Regions from separate parts of the Zea mays genome. Here region 2 is linked to region 1. A link is a contact called in public Hi-C data. All regions are on one chromosome and are shown on one strand. The core of a region is the stretch at or near the end of the contact, and the rest is flanking DNA. Distances in the headings are between cores, read along the strand shown. Region 1 holds the start of LOC100191860 (Uridine kinase-like protein 2 chloroplastic). Region 2 holds the start of LOC100272465 (60S ribosomal protein L17).

The links. A called contact is a pair of places that touch in the nucleus more often than the background predicts.
Region 2: a Hi-C map of tassel shows a contact between it and region 1, with 3 times the contacts expected there. The contact joins the promoter of LOC100272465 here to the promoter of LOC100191860 in region 1. A contact is called at or near these places in 2 of 25 Hi-C or Micro-C datasets (leaf and tassel).

The regions. Positions count from the first base shown.
Region 1 is chr1:197,937,599-197,940,499 of Zm-B73-REFERENCE-NAM-5.0, forward strand. LOC100191860 (Uridine kinase-like protein 2 chloroplastic) reads left to right here and starts at 1,543. Exons shown (of 14, transcript NM_001137284.2): 1 at 1,543-1,815; 2 at 1,942-2,033. The coding sequence starts at 1,629.
Region 2 is chr1:198,132,456-198,135,313 of Zm-B73-REFERENCE-NAM-5.0, forward strand. LOC100272465 (60S ribosomal protein L17) reads right to left here and starts at 1,441. Exons shown (of 7, transcript NM_001146937.1): 1 at 1,346-1,441; 2 at 1,221-1,257; 3 at 1,085-1,125. The coding sequence starts at 1,348.

The sequences.
Region 1 (2,901 bases), core at 293-2,792:
CATCTTGATAATGATAGTATACAAATATATTTTGCATAAAACCGAATTAGCTTAATTGATATATGCTTAAATTACTATTATTAGAATGGAATTCAATTCCAATGATCCAAACGGGGCGTTATCTTTTTTGGATACGTAGAAAAATATTCAGATCTGTCCGATTTATTTACTGGGTCAATGAGACTAACGTTTAGAGAAAACAATGAGTAGACGTATGGTCCTCTAAATTAGCGTTGAGATCGAGCACGAGGCCATGCCAGATCAACACCAAAGCCGGATCGGCCGCCTACTCCTCCCATCATGATGTGGGGAGGAGGTGTAAACTATCCAGTCGTGCTACCGTGCAGCAGTATAAAGTAGTGCACATTTTAAAAACACATCGAAGAACAGCAGCGCCTTCCACATTGATGCGTACGATCGCACAATGTTGGGCTGGTTGTTTTTTTATTAGCTCGATCTTATCCTCGATGACGATGGAGAGCAGTTGCTGGGTTTGGAGCAGCATGTGTCGTTCTTGCGCCAAGTGTACCCAAGTCATTATTTATATCCCCCTCGTGAAGTCGTCATCCGATTCCTTTCCCACTAAGCAACACCATTTATAATTTTATACTGTGCCATTGACCAGCGCGCGTATGAACAACGAGGAACCAAAATACTAATAGCCATGACTATTTACACTTATAATACTATAATATTTAAGAATACTATAATGTCTCTAAAAGATGTTCGGTTAAACTTTGTAAAACATTGTTTTGAATACCTCAGTATAGCCAAAGCTATACTATATTTCTGAGTATTTCTCATATAGTCTAGACCAAAATTCTATAAACTGTAGACCATAATATTCTAAAACGTAATATAAAAATGGTATATATTATTATACTACTGGTAGTAATCGTCAAGGCATCATCACTTATACATCTGGTGCTGCATTATTTTGGCCGGTCCTTTCGCATCTGTCGTCCCCTCTTTGTCACGTGTTTAAGGGCGTGCTCCACATGTCAGTCGCAGGGATGCGTGTGGGCAGTGGACACCGCTTGCTCCAGCAAATGGGATGAGAGTACCTGAAGCGATCCTACTCTATTTTTTTTCAAAAAAAGGGAAAAAAACTCTATCCCTTTTCCTAGTACATAAATGCACTCCTGCCGTCCTGCGGCGAGTGGTCAACATCCCCAAATCCCCTTGCACAGTACGCAGATATGCAGTGCATGGCCACGGTCCTGCATTTCATCTGCATCGACATTGAATGCCAAGGAAAAAAAACGAATCTCAGAAAAAGCTCGCATGCTAGCAGTTATAGGCGCTCAGAAAAAACCAAAAAAGGGTCCGACGAAACCAAAATGGACCAGCAACTTCAAGGCTAGGAACCGAGAATGTACCTTTTCATATTCCCCTGCTCTACAACTCCCCCCCCCCCCTGCTCGCGCGTCCCCTGCACCCATCCTTGCTGCACCACGTGGACAGTGCCACCCCGCTGGACCCGGCGGTTCATATAAACCGCCTCCACGCAACGGCCTCCTCCACCAGGCTAGCTCCCCCACCCAAAAGCCCCACCTCCTCCCCGTGTCAAAACCTCCAAGTCGATCGCCCAGGTGGCCGGCGAGGCGGCAACCGCCGCCGTAGAGACGATGGAGGACGCGTTGGGCTCCGCGGTGGGTCCCCACTTCAGCGGCCTCCGTCTCGACTCGCGCCGCCTCTCCCTCTCCCCTTCCTCCTCCCCCTCCCGCTCCGCCAGCGGCAACGGCACGCTCGTCGCCGCGCCGGGGCTCGCGTTCCCCAAGGCGGAGGACGGGACCAGGAAGCCCTTCGTCATAGGTATGCGCCCTGCCTCGCAGTCGCCGAGACCGGCGGGCGATTGGCTTACCACTTCCTCTCTCGTTCGGGATTTTTCCCGCTGGTCTGGTTTTTGAGTTCTGGTGTCGTTCGCTGCTGGCTCTGAAGGCGTGTGTGGAGGCACCGCGTCGGGCAAGACGACGGTGTGCGACGCGATCATTCAGCAGCTTCACGACCACCGCGTCGCGCTCGTCAACCAGGTGTGGCTTCTCCTGCCCCTCGGTTTTGGCCCTGTTTCTCTGCTTTTGTGTGTTCGGATGAGCTTGCTCTACCTTTGGAGTTTGGACCTGTTCCGCGGCTGTGCTATCGATGCATTGGTGATTTGGTATGGCGAACTCTAGTGGTTTGTTTGTTTTGTGGATGCTTTGTAGATAACAGGTTCTCCTGCTCCTCGGATGGTTTTTTTTGTTGGTTTGTTTGTTTGTTCTGACTTCTGAGCTTGTTCTGCTTTGGTCCTGTACTGCGACTGCGATATCGATGCGTTTGTGTGGATAATGTGGGGAACTCTAGTTGTTTAAATTTTTTATGAATGACCAAACGCAGGTTCGGTTTCTACATTTGGAAACTGTTTATTCTATCAATGATGCACTTCCATGTAGGACTGAATGCTCTTGGTTGGGTGACTGAATGCTCTTGGTTGGGTAGATTATACACGGCTAGGTTGTTTGTTGGGATTTAGTTGGATCACACGGCTAGATTGTTTGTTGGTGATTTGGGTAGATTACACGGCTAGATTGTATGTTGCGTTTCTCTTACTCAATAACCTGAAATAGCCTTGGATATATTACTTGTTGCTGAAAATAAGATTGGACGCTAAACCGCTAAACCAATCACAGCTTATAATCTTCTTTTAACTTTAGTTTGGTTGAGGTGCGTTTCCACTACAAAGGTGATTGTTCAGAGCATAACATTAGTTTGGTTGGAACTTGGAACGGTTTACTCTGTCGATGCTATAAGTTGCTTCTGTTATATAAAATTGGTCATGGTTTGGGACTCAGATAGATTATATGTTGCTTTAGTCGTACGCAACATATAAAGCAAGGTGTACGACCTACAAGATGCTTTTAA
Region 2 (2,858 bases), core at 191-2,690, 190 kb after region 1:
AGTATAATTGCAGGTTCATAGGCTAGCCTTATGTGCCTAAGGTTCTACCTATAATTACAGAAAATAAGCTAGAATATTATTCATAGTATATTTTTCTAAAGACCACTGCAAAGTATACCTGTGTAACTTGTGACTAACAAAGTGACAAGATCAAATAGAGAACACTACCACTTGTTTCTGTGGGGGGAACTATATGTTGCTTCAAATATAGGCCAGGAAGAAAGATAACAGCAAGACTGGAAGAGAACATATCAGTATTCAGGACAATGCTTTAAAATTGACTAAACTGCCAGTTTTTCTGTCCCATGGTCATATGAGCAACTTGTGATACCTCATGACGCAGCTCACAATAAAATCATTAATCATGTGTTCCACAAAACTTAATATAGATTCGAAATTTCTGAGTCAAGAAGTTTGTTTGGGGTGCAAATAGCATGTTAATACAGTATTTGAAGTCATTATACAAAATCTATTGAAAGAACTGCATGGACAAGTTGAATGAAACATCGACATCATTCAGTCATCTCAAGAAACAAACTTGTTTAAAAATGTCACATTGTCTACAAACCCTTAGGCCCTGTTTGGGACAGCACAGGCTTCAGGAAATTTGGTAGAGTTGGTAGAGCAGGTCATTAGGTGCTACATAAAATTGTGGAGCTGAAGCTACAAACCTTTAGAAGACATTTAGATAAATCATTTTATTTATTATTTAGATTAAAAATATTTTTAAAAAACTATTTAAATTGTTATTATAAACTACAGCTGCAACCTGCAGCCATCCCAGACACCGCTTAGTCATGAAAAACAAAACAATGGCCCATCAGGTAATAATAACACACTGTTGATGTCCCTGAATTAACGTGAAAACTGCCCATATAAAACACAGCAGAACAATTACTCTTTAGGTTCGACAATCCAATTCATTCATGCATGACACCACGATTGTGCGCTGCTTTGCACTAACGTCCACACGCGAACTTAATTCATCACAATCGCATCAGATGGACAGAGTAACAAATAGGAATCTACCAATCCTCACAGAAACAAAGAATCAAACCCAGCATGTTGAAGAAAAGCAACGAACCTTGAAGTGGACCCTCAGATCCCTGCCCATGGCCTTAGCCGCTGCACAGACAACGCCAAACAACCCACCATTAGCACCACAGAATGATGGAAGGACCTCGAACGCAGGAGCAACGCAAAGAGGGGCGAGATCTTACACTTGGTAGGGTTGCCCGGCTCCTGCGAGTACTTCACCTGCGACGCAACATCGAAATGTCAGTCAGAAAAACGAAACTAAGCATGGCAGTAGGAGGAGGAGGCGGCGGAGGTAGGTGGGACGGACCATGGCGGCGACGGCCGGGAGGCGGCGCGGAAGGAGCGAAGGAGGGAGGGTCGCCTTCGCACGAACACTTCGAAGCGAGGAGGCACCGAGGCGGCGGCGGCCTTAAGAGCTGGTGAAACCCTAGTGCTAACGCGCTCTAAATGGGCTGATGGGCTAGCTAAAAGAACGGGCTGAAATATGCACGGCCCAAGTGTCTCAGAAGCCCATGTATGCTACTGTCACACCGGGTTTTAAAGGACAAAGCCGGGTGCATCTCATACATGCGCCAAGAAGACAACATATATAATAACAGAGTGTATAGAGATAAATGTCACAAAACATCAGAGTACTTATTACATAGCGGAAGACTTATTACAAAGTAAAAGAATAAATATAAAACGAACTAAGGATCGTCGGCGCCAATGTCGACTGAGAAACGCCACCTAGATCAAGTCGAATGCCTCGGTGTTAGGCGGCTCCTCTTCGACCACCTGTCCTTCTCCTGTGGGGGGTGTGAGACAGCAAAAGTGAGCTCACATACGTTCATAGCTCAACAAGTCGTGGGGAATAATGTGGCATGAACTCACCAAAGGTGGGAGTTCATGAAGTGTAAGGCTGATTAAATGAGATAGAGGCTGAAGCTGAGCATTGCTTTTATAAGTTGGTCAAAATTTTATTAGCAATTACTAGGTGTAAGTAAATATCAAACCTTAATAATAATAGAGAAAAGTAATAGTAAAATAATCCCAAATGCGATGCAAATGTCACATTAAATTTAAGTTCCATAAATTAATCATGCGAGGGTCCGAGCCGCTCATGACCGTGAGCACGGCTAGTATACTAGTTTTACACTCTGCAGAGGTTGCGCATCTTTACCCACAAGTTATGTTACCCATCTGCCAAGAGACGGCCAATCCCATACACCTCTACCGAGGAGGCGAGGCAGGGTAACACTACGAGGCATTTACAAAGTTCCACTAGCTTCAGAAATCCCGCTACAGTTTATAGGAAGCTCCAATGCGGGGTTCTTGCCTGACCGCCATCGCAGCAAAATCAACCAAGGACCTCCCTACACTGACCACTCCCCTACTGCCCTTGCCCCTTTCGGGTAAGGAAGACCTCCACTAGCTTTCCTAGTTAATCAGCCAAGGGCGTCCCATTAAACCCTTGTGGTAGCACTGTTTTCCCGGGTGGTCGCTCCATGTTCCCATTAATTTAATGATCTTAACATGAACAGTAATAATAACAAGATAATAACAGGATAATTATGAGTAGTGTATCTCCATACCCAATCTACATAAAGCAATAGCAAGTACTACCCAAAAATATTTCAGGGGTGAACAAGGTATAGAGGTAATCAAAACTGGGGTAACATAAAGGATCCCATCAAAATTAACCTATGCAGATCATTAAAATTAATAAGAACATGGCTGGGAAAGTAAGTGATCAAGGGCACAACTTGCCTTCAATGAGCTCCTGCTCAGCTATCTCTACTTGTTGAACCTCAGATTCCACAGTGGCTTGCTCGTCTACT